Regions from separate parts of the Ovis aries genome. Here region 2 is linked to region 1. Evidence: chromatin contacts called from public Hi-C data. All regions are on one chromosome and are shown on one strand. The core of a region is the stretch at or near the end of the contact, and the rest is flanking DNA. Distances in the headings are between cores, read along the strand shown. Region 1 overlaps MACROD2 (mono-ADP ribosylhydrolase 2). Region 2 holds the start of FLRT3 (fibronectin leucine rich transmembrane protein 3).

The links. Hi-C and Micro-C count contacts between places; a contact is called where the count stands out from the background.
Region 2: a Hi-C map of hypothalamus shows a contact between it and region 1, with 5 times the contacts expected there. The contact joins the promoter of FLRT3 here to the enhancer-like site in region 1. A contact is called at or near these places in 4 of 16 Hi-C or Micro-C datasets (hypothalamus, skin fibroblasts and tail adipose tissue).

Annotation. Positions count from the first base shown.
Region 1 is chr13:7,531,766-7,536,830 of ARS-UI_Ramb_v3.0, reverse strand. All of the region lies in intron 3 of MACROD2 (mono-ADP ribosylhydrolase 2), which reads right to left. Among named protein-coding and RNA genes, the nearest start is that of MACROD2, 150 kb to the right of the region's middle. Within about 2 kb of position 2,115, at least 13 of the 54 cell types and tissues checked have an H3K27ac peak or open chromatin away from gene starts, as enhancers often do. A contact at or near this core is called in hypothalamus, where this site is marked.
Region 2 is chr13:7,746,153-7,751,216 of ARS-UI_Ramb_v3.0, reverse strand. It overlaps FLRT3 (fibronectin leucine rich transmembrane protein 3), which reads left to right and starts at 3,690. Exons shown (of 2, transcript XM_012188142.5): 1 at 3,690-3,913. The region is part of intron 3 of MACROD2 (mono-ADP ribosylhydrolase 2); the gene reads right to left.

The DNA of each region.
Region 1 (5,065 bases), core at 866-3,365:
AGATAAATAAATGAACAAAAACAGATTAAGCAGAAGGTCAGACTAACGGGAGAAGGAATCCTGGAAGGTCAGACAGTTCCTAAAAATACCCTGATTAAAAGCTTAAAGGCTATCATGCACTTTCACCAAAATATAGTCTGTGAAAAGCAGTGATTGACAAATCCAGGTTTAAAATACAGAAATGGATTGATTCTTCATAAATAAGTATATAGTGTATTCTTTGTACTTTCACTCACCAACAGCTTTAAAATTTTTCCTTTTTTAGAATTAAAAAAGTCTGTCTTTAATCTACATGCATTTCACATATAAGACACTCATACATTTCCAAGAGGTCAAGTAAAGAACATGAAAAAACTGACTAATGCCTTCCTAGGTATATGTGCATTCACATCTATCCAGGCATCAGATTTTTATCCTGAAAATCTCCTCAAAAAAATGAGTTTGTAAAAAACAGAGGCAGAAAAAAATGTCACTGAGATCAAAAGAGGGGAGAAAACCTTTGTCCAGTGTGATACCTGAACTTGACCACATCTTTCATCGAGGCATTTTTTTCCCAGCTTTAATGAGACATAAATGACATATAAATTATGTACATTTATTGATTTGATATATTTATCTATTGCAAAATGTTTATCACAGTAGGACTAGCTACCATGTCCATCATGTCATATATTTACCATTTCTTTCCTGTGATGAGAACATTTAAAATCTATTCTCTTAGCAAATTATGACACTCTGTGTTGTTCATAAAATAATCTCCTCTAATTATTTTACTTTCTTCAAGGATATGTTTCATTTGCTGACTTTGCCAGCAAAGTTGTAATTTACACGTGCAGTTCAAAAAGCATATATCTCTTACTCATTTTAGTGTGAAGCAAGGTTAATGAAGGATAGTCAATCCATAGTCTCCTGAAGAGAGACTTTATACTTCAAAGTGTTTATAAGAACAGGGGATTCAATTAAATAAAATATAGTCAGAAATGTAGTCACAATGAAAAAAACAGACTAGAACTTCTTATATTCCTTTTTTCCTTTAAGTAAGTGGTCACCAAGTAGGAATTCCACACATACTAGATGCCTTAAACCATTCATTAAACAGTATTATCACACTGCTATAAAATGCTGACCCCACTTAAGAATCTGGCTGGTCAGTGATTTCATCATTTCATCAAGCATGTGAAGGCTGTTATCTTCAAGCCGAATGTTGCTATGCAAGATGGTTACACAAATACTGTTTGCTTAAAAGTAGTATTATCTGGAAAAAGAAGTCTCTTTAGCCAAAATAATGTAAATTATTTCCAAAGATATCTCACAAAGCAGCCTAGACTTCTGGCAAACCCCCTGTGAGAATGTAGAAACAAGTATCCTTTGAAGGGAAACTACAGATTGATTAATATACTGAAAGCTATGCACATAACCACCTTCTAAAAACAGGATCACATTGCCATGCTAATAACTTCCTTTTGGCAAGTTAGTTGTTTAAGCTTCCCACTAATCAAATTTTCTAGGGTAATTACCAACAAGAGATGAATTCAATTTTTTAAAACAAGAATAATGAAAGACATGAAAAGTTTTCCTAATTTACTAAACAATGCAAGATTAGTTTGCCAGAGAAACTGCCATATTATACCTCCTTAACATGTGTTTATGTGTGTGTGTGTGTATAGATTCCCACCCTAAGACTTTAAATCAACCTATATTTTTCACAATCCATACTACACAGACATTCCAAGTATCTCTTTTAATTCACAAATAAAGTGATCCTTTGTAATCAGAGTTCCAAGTAATACTTATTCATAATTACACACTATTTTGGTTACAGAAAATACTAATATTCTATAGGGGTTTTCCTAATCAAACCTATGGGCACTTAGCAGACAGCACAAAAAACACTAAAATGCAAATCCTAAAAGCAAGTTTAACAAAATGCTGTTGATATCAAATTTTCTTGTTGTTGTTGTTGATATCAAATTTTAAAAAGCCATCAATTTGGCTGCCTCATACTGATTTCTTATTTAGCAAAATAATGAGAATGATGGCAGAATCCTAATGCTTCCCCACACAGAGCTCTTCTGGGGCATCCAGGCACTCTGCTAACAAGCCAGCAGCTCTGGCTCCCTCGTTTACACGGGGACACCAGTGAGCAGGGAAGGATGGCAGAACACAAAGAGAAAATAACTTGGGGCCTCGGGCAGTTACCCAGGTGATGGTAAAGAGCCAAAATGAAAAACCTGTGGTCGCTAAGCAGCAGCAAAGGCAGAAGAGAGATTCCCTCCAGCTTCGCCGCAGTGTAAGCTCAGATTCATGGAATCACAGCACACCCTGGTGACAAGAATGGGCTACTTCCGGCTTCCCTGATTAAAGTCACTGGAGTACCACCAAAACAGGGAGTAGAATCAGCTAACTAAACTTGTTTGTATCTTCCTGAGAAGAAGCAAAATCACACGGTATTCTCGCCGGGAGAATCCCATGGACAGAGGAGCCTGGAGGGCTCAGTCCATAGGGTCGCAAAGAGTCGGACACAACTGAAGCGACTGAGCACAGCAAGCACACGCACAGTTGCACTTCTAAGAAAATAAAGGAAAACCAAGAGAGTTTACACAAACCAAGTGCTAATGTTATTTTCAAAGCATCTGGTTTACTCACTTCCCAGCAGTGTAAACTTAGGCCAGTTTTTGGATTATTTGCGCCTTAATTTCACATTAGAGAGTTTTTTAAATGTTCACCTTATAGAACAGCCATAAGAATCAAATCAAATAAAATATTTGTAATATGCTTCAAACAGGACCTGGCACAAAGAAAACACTGTATGTAATTCATTTATTTACTACTTTATTTATTTATGTGAATTAATACAATTAACACGGAGATAGGATTTAAGCTGAAAAGGAACTATTATTTTAAGAGCTACAACATACTGAGTGCTTGCTATGTGCCTCAACTGTGCTCTTCACATGCTTTCTCCCCTTTAATATTTATAACAAAACTCTCATATTTAGATGAGGGAAGGCAAACGTGGAGCCCAAAACACAAGTATTTTGTAGATGGCAGAGCCAGGATTCAAACTTGTTTCTGACTCAAAACCTATGCTCCTCAGCACTCCCACAGAGAAAAGTAACTGTATCCAAAACTAACTCTTCCTGTTTTATGGATGAGGAAACTGAAGCCTCTTAGCTAAAGCCCCACAGCTGACTGGGAGGGAAATGAGGAATTAACCATATCTTAGCTACTACAAGCAAACACCTCTTTTCTAAATTACTAAATAGTATACAATTCTATTCCTGCAGGGAATGGTTTCATGAATCACCCGGGATTACAGTTCATCTAAAGATATCTGCTCTATCCTGGCAATACATCCAGGTATATGCTACAGCTGGAAAAGGAAATGGCAACCCACTCCAGTACTCTTACCTGGAAAATCCCATGGATAGGGGAGCCTGGTAGGCTATAGTCCATGGGGTCCCGAAGAGTCTGACGGGACTGAGCGGCTTCACTTTCACTTTTCACTTTCATTCATTGGAGACAGAAATGGCAACCCACTCCAGTGTTCTTGCCTGGAGACTACCAGGGACAGAGGGGCCTGGTGGGCTGCCATCTAGGGGATCGCAAAGAGCCGGACACGACTGAAGCGACTTAGCAGCAGCAGCAGCAGTGTGCTACAGCAAATTAGGAACTAGAAGAAATTTTTTTCCTTGGGTGGCAGAAGGCAGGAAGGAAGGGTATCCTGGATGAGTCTGTACTATGATCAACTGATTCATCACAATAAATACCAAGCCTAGTGCCAAAGCAAGTGGTAAATTTCAACTTTTGTTTCCCCAGCATAGAAGGGAAGATCCATAAGGAGGTCTGGGTAGGTACACAAGCCCACCAGCTGGCACTCTTGGCCAACATCACTGATGACCAGTTCAAAACAAGACCTCTGCGGCAGGTGCATTCTCCCTGAGTAAGCCCAGGCTTGACACCAAAAGAAAAACCAGGCAGATTACTACCCACAGGTGCTGGCTGGGAGTTACCCGGCAGCAGCTGAGGCCGAGGTACCTACAAGCTATATCCTACCACTCTGCCATGAAAAAGTTGATATTTTAACATTAAGGGGGAAAAGATGTGGGTATGTATAATGAAAATAACAGGTGCATCTGCAAGATGTGTAACAATTAGCTCAGTGCCCTCACCCCTATGTGAAAACTGATCAACCTCTAAGTTGTATAAATCAAACTAAATCAAAGGTTGTGATTAAAAGATAAAGAGTTAAAAGATAAACAGAACTAGATTTAAATTCTAAACTTGTTCTTGAATCATAGTCTTGCCATATACTACCTATGCAACCCCTAGCAAGTCACTTAGCTTTTCTGAGCCTCACTTGCCTTCCCTATAAAATGGAGGTAGTATCTACCACACATGTTCATTGAAGGCAGTGCTTCACCAACTATGGTCCCTGGACCCACAGCACTAGCTTCACCTGGAAATTTGTTAGAAATGCAAATACAGATCAACTGATTCTGAAACTCGGAGGCTGGAGCCCAGCAAATTATGTTTGGCCTTCCAAGTGATTCTGCTGCTCAGGTTTAAAACCACTGCGCTATGGATTATGCGTATTATTACATGCTGAGTGTCACCGTGTGTGCTATGTACTAAGAACCTAATTAATTTCAAAAACAAATGTCTGCACCAACATACCTCCCACCTTCTGCCTTTACACTGTTCCCTCCAGAAATGCTCCCCCCGTTTTTCTAAACCTTCGCATTCTTTAAGAATCCAACTCAAATCCCATCTGCCTGTGAAATTCTTTCCTGATCACAATATTTCTCCACTCCCCACCTCTAGCTTTTATTATCTAGACCTGTTCTGCCCCATACTGTAGCCAAGAGCCACACAGAGCTATAGAGCACTTAAAATACAGCTAGTCTGAATTGAGATGTACTGTGACATAAACACTGGATTTCAAAGTCTTGGTGTAAAAAATAGTAATATCTTAATTTTGTGTTGATTGCATGTTGAAATGAGAATATGTTGACTATTCTGAGTTAATAAAATACATTAAAATTAATTTACCTGTTTTTACCTT
Region 2 (5,064 bases), core at 2,441-4,940, 210 kb before region 1:
ATGTGACATGTGGAATTGTCACTGCCTAGGGTCAAAGCCCGGAGCTCCCAAAGATCCAATGTATATGGCCGCAGGAGGCTGCCAACACTGGGAAAGGCAGAGCTAGGGAAAAACTGTATCCTTGTTGACATATTTCAAGCCACTGTATCAAGCTTCACCTGAAGCCAGACCATACATTTGAACTTCTCAGTTTCATGGACCAACAGGATTTCCAATCGTTGATTAGATAGTAAGGCTTGAGCTTTCCGTCACTTGCAACCAAAAACTTCTTTACTGGTAATAAGCACAAGGCATTTTAATATACCAAAAGCCTAAGCTGATTTTGTTGGTTGGTTTGCTTTCCACACAACTTTGAAGACTTTGTTCTCAGGGAGAGGGTGAGGGGAAGAAAAATCATCAAGAATTTCTTTCTAAGACCTAAGGAAGCTTTAATACTTTTTAAGATTAAATTTCAAATATCATAGTTGGTGGTCTGGGGGTCATCTAGTTCTACTAGCTTCTTTGACAGGGAACTTTAAGGAATTTGTGTACAGTGAATGAATGAACAAGTGAATGGGGTAGCTTAAGTCTAAGCAGGTTGGAGGGCCTGAATTATTCCATTTCCTCTGGGAGCTGTTTGTAGAAGAGGTTTGGTGGTTGTTGTTTTCACATGGATACACAAGTCAACAGCACAGCCTGGGAAACCTGATTCCAAATCCAACCTCCTCTGTCCTCCATCAGGGAAAATCTCATCACCTTTCACAAAAACAGAAAATGCGAAGTTCATCGACATGATCAGCTTAGATCATCTGACAGTTTTCAAAACAGAATATGCTAAGTAAGCTTATATTCCAGCCAGTTGTTTACCATCTGAAATTCATTTTCTCATGTACAGTGTTAGATCCACTGGCTAACCCATAAAACTGAACAAAATGCAAAAAAAATGGCAAATGCCTTTTCAACCCGAAGTATCTACTAGTTCTAAATCCTAGGGACGTGGGACCATGAAATGCATGAAGACAACAGGAGAAAAAAAATCAACAGGGTAATAGCGTATTCGCCCACTTCCTTGCTCATTTCCTGGCCATGCAGAACGACTCCTTCAAAGGGGGATTTTGAAGCGCGAAAACCGTGCCATTGGTCCTCCCTGGCCTCTCTTTGTGCTTCCTTCTACCACTTCTTTTCTTTGTTTGTTTGTTTTTTCAGATTTTATTTTATTTTATTTCTTAATGCCTCCTTTTTCCAAGGGCTCAGATGCCCTCATCTCAATCCTAGCAGTTACCACTCATTTGGTACTTACTGTAAGTCAAGTACCGAGCTAATGATTTCAGAAAGATTTAGTAATTTGTCTACAGTCAAGTGGTAAAGCCAAGATGGAGCCCAGACATGCTAGACTGTGAGCCTAAAGGGCTTCTCGTTGAAAAGTGCCTGCCTTCCTTCCCCTCCTACTGGGACAGCTGTCCCCTTACTGCAGTTCATCTCCCTTATGTAATGAAGGAGGAGAGGAAAGCAACCTGAATTAATTCAGAGAAACTCAGTCTTTTCAGAGGTGGCACATTTTATTTCAAAAGGGGTACATATTATTACAAGTTCACCTCCAACTGGCAGAATTTCAGACAGCTGATAAGAGCAAGAAGTAAAAAAAAAAAAAAGAAGAACAAAAATGAAAACAAATGGAAGCAGCAAAAGGGCATATATTTTTGGATGGGGTAGGCTGATGGAAGCTATCCAAGACTTGGCCTTCAAAGTTAGTGCCTTTAGTACAGTTTACATTTTTTCATAATCTCTTGCCTCTTCTACATTTTAATCCACATCTTAAAAAAAAAAAAAAAGAAGCAACAATACATAATTGGCATTCAACAAATCCCTGCTGCCTTTATTTGCCACGTGGGAAGCCCAGAGCAGATAATAAGTCATATTCTGAATGGCAGACGAGGGAATGGAAACCTCAGAACTCCTAACTCCCAGGCCAATGTACCTTCTTCTGGATACTGATTACCAAAACTGTCCATTTATCTTTCTTTTCTGTTTAAGGTCTGTCTGAATGGAGATAAAACTGATTAAACATGGCTATAAAACCATAGGAATTTGGCTAGGCAAAAAGTTCTTTTTAAATATACTCAACTCCCAACTGAAAATAGCTTCTAGAAAGAATTATTTCATAAAACAGTTTAACCCATGTGTTTATTTTGTAGTAACAGAAAAAGAAATCCATCCTTTAGCTGAGAGATTATCTTTAGTGCCACCTCCCTTTCCTCTAAACATATAGCAGCTGCATCTCAATTCAACTTTTGCTACCTAACATTTCTAAGAAATTAGCTTTTCAACAAACATTAGAATTCTAAACCTCCTATATTTATTGGGTCTGCCCTCAGAGGCCAGTAAAAGTGCAATCATAGAACAATAGAGGTCAATATACCTCTTATCAAGAGTTCCCCTTCTACTGTGATATCATTCATTCTTGGAGAGGAACTCAGAAGGCCAAACTGCTATCAAAGAGGCATGTAAATAGATAAACTAAACTAATGAAGAGACCATAATCAAATAGTCCTGGGAAAGACAATTAGCTAGCCTCCTTCAGAAACAAACACTCACAGAAACTTTTAGAAAGCACAAAGGAGAACCTCTGAGAATAAAGCAGACAATATGAGTTTAAGGATACTGCCCTCCAGGTAAATAGAAAAGCAAAATTCTTCCCAATGACATTAAAAAATGAAATGCACTTAGTGGAAAACGTATGGGCCTAAAGCAACTGTTATTCAAACAGTAGAAACTAGTCTATGAAAATCAAAAGTCTATGAAAATAGAAAGTCTATAATTCTGCTAATTAGATATTGCATTGCCCAGAGTTTGCTCATATACATAAATTAAAATACAACCATTTGAATACAAGTAAAACTATTTCTGAAAGGTTTCTTTCTTCTATGTTTGCATCTTAAGTCTGTATCTTAACTCATGTTCAAAGCAAAAACATATCAGAAAGAAAACTACTCTATTTAATAATTTTTCAAAACCTTTTTAGTTTAGGAAGAGTCCCTTTAAATATGAAAAATCTATCTACTAGGCTTTAAAGAGATGTGCAAATAATTTGGGGAGTATATGAAAAATAGTTTCACTTTCTAAAACCAACACATACAAACAATAACTTACTCATTACCTCTAGGAGGAAAAAAAAAACAAAACTAGTTATCTTTTTTTTCCTTTACCCTTGTAGAATTCCTGTTTCCTTCCCTTAAATCAATCAGTTATTTATTTGAACCAACTTTCTATTCATTTGTTGAATAAATATTCACTGTTGGGGTTACTAGCCTTCACATTTATAACATTATTATAACTAGTCAACAATGAAAATATGATTTTGCTTAACTCCTTTCTAATACAGACAGCTTAAAAATAAAAATAACCCGTGTCTTTCTACTGTAACACATAGTCTTCTAGCAGCCTTGCATTTTTCATAAGCTTGCTACCACCACCCTGCTCTAGTCAACTTCAGCAGAGGCTGCGATTCCAAAGGGCCACCTACCAACCAGTGGCATCCCAGCCCTGCCAGGCCAAGCACCTCATTCTGGCTGCTCTCACTCCCTCTAGCGTTGGCAGAGCTCATCTGTCTGATCCTCGAGTTACCTCACTGAGCGAGAGCTCAGCGAAGTCCTGCCCATTCTATGACATCACCCCCTTCTTCAACCATTGCGAGGTGAAGCTTTAACTTCAGACTTGGAGGTGGGCTGTGCAGCAAACTGAAATGCTGGCCCCCACTTGCTCCTCAGTGGAGGAGTGATCCGAACGGGACCGGCTCAGCCTGCAGCTGCCGTGGGCTTTGTGTGGACTGGATTCCGAGCTGGGCAGAGGGGGGCGGTTATTACTCCAGTTCCCAGGCAGTGGAATTACAGCTAGAGCAGCAGGATATATGGGATTGCTTTTTCTCGTCTTCCTGGTAAGTGTTTCCCATGTTTTTCCTTATGATTGTCCCAGAAAGTTTGCTCGGTTTTACTCTCTAGAAAGGAATGGCTTGGTATCATGAGGCATCCAGATACGAACGTTTGCTCTGTCACCAGGACGAGCAGTGTGTGTGCGTGCAAGCCAGCAAGGAAAAATTGGACTGTTACAGCCAAATGCAAGAAGTTTCTTGAAACCTTTATTTCATTAAAGAAAAAAAATAATGATAAGTGGCTATCTTATGTCTCGGGTAGTTGCTATTTGAAAAGAGGCTTATGGAAAACAATAAGTTGGAAAGTTAAATGTTAAAGAACACAAGGCAGATTTTTTCCACAGAGAGGAAAGCGAAAGGTCTAGCTAACTTGGCGTGTACTGTATGTGTGGTATGATCACCAATTGCTGTTTTTATAACTGTGAAAGAAAATCAATAATCCCTCAGCCCATGAGTACGCAGTACATGAAAAGCATACATCTTGCTCACAGCTAGCCCAGCTACTCCTGGAGACTTATGTGCCTCTGTAAGGATTAACAGCTACACCTAGATTTTAAAGCTTGCACTGCTATCCTGCCAGAGCTGCTTCAAGCATTCCAGGCTTGCAAATCTTAACTAGTGAATTCAACTCAGAGGAAGGGGAAACTCTCTTACAAACCATATCCCCTCTCCAGCAGAACGCCAAAATCCATTGCTTGGGCAAATGTGGTATGTGACTAGCATAGTAATTGGCAAAGTCTACTCAGAAAAACTAACAAAGCTCAGCCTGGAAGCTAAGCCTGATGTATGCAGGGATTTCAGGGTGGCAGGGGGAAAAATGAGTAGAGCCTCATCAAGTGGGATACTCAAGAGTATCCATTCACTTGCAACTTATAATAGGAAAATCTTACATCGAAAGAAATATTTTCATACCACAAAGCTTTCAAAAACTACCTAAATGTATCTATTCAAAAAAAATTTTTTTCAGTGAATTAGATCTGAAACAAAATGGTTGCATAGAAGTAAAGAGTGCAACAGGCCTATATTTTCTCAACGTCTGGGAGTTTGATTGTTATTTACTTCCTGAGAATGAAAAAGGAAAAAAAAAGCCTTGATATGTGCCAATTATAGAACCAAATTCTCTAATGGTTTTAACAATTAGCTATTTTAAATTTTCT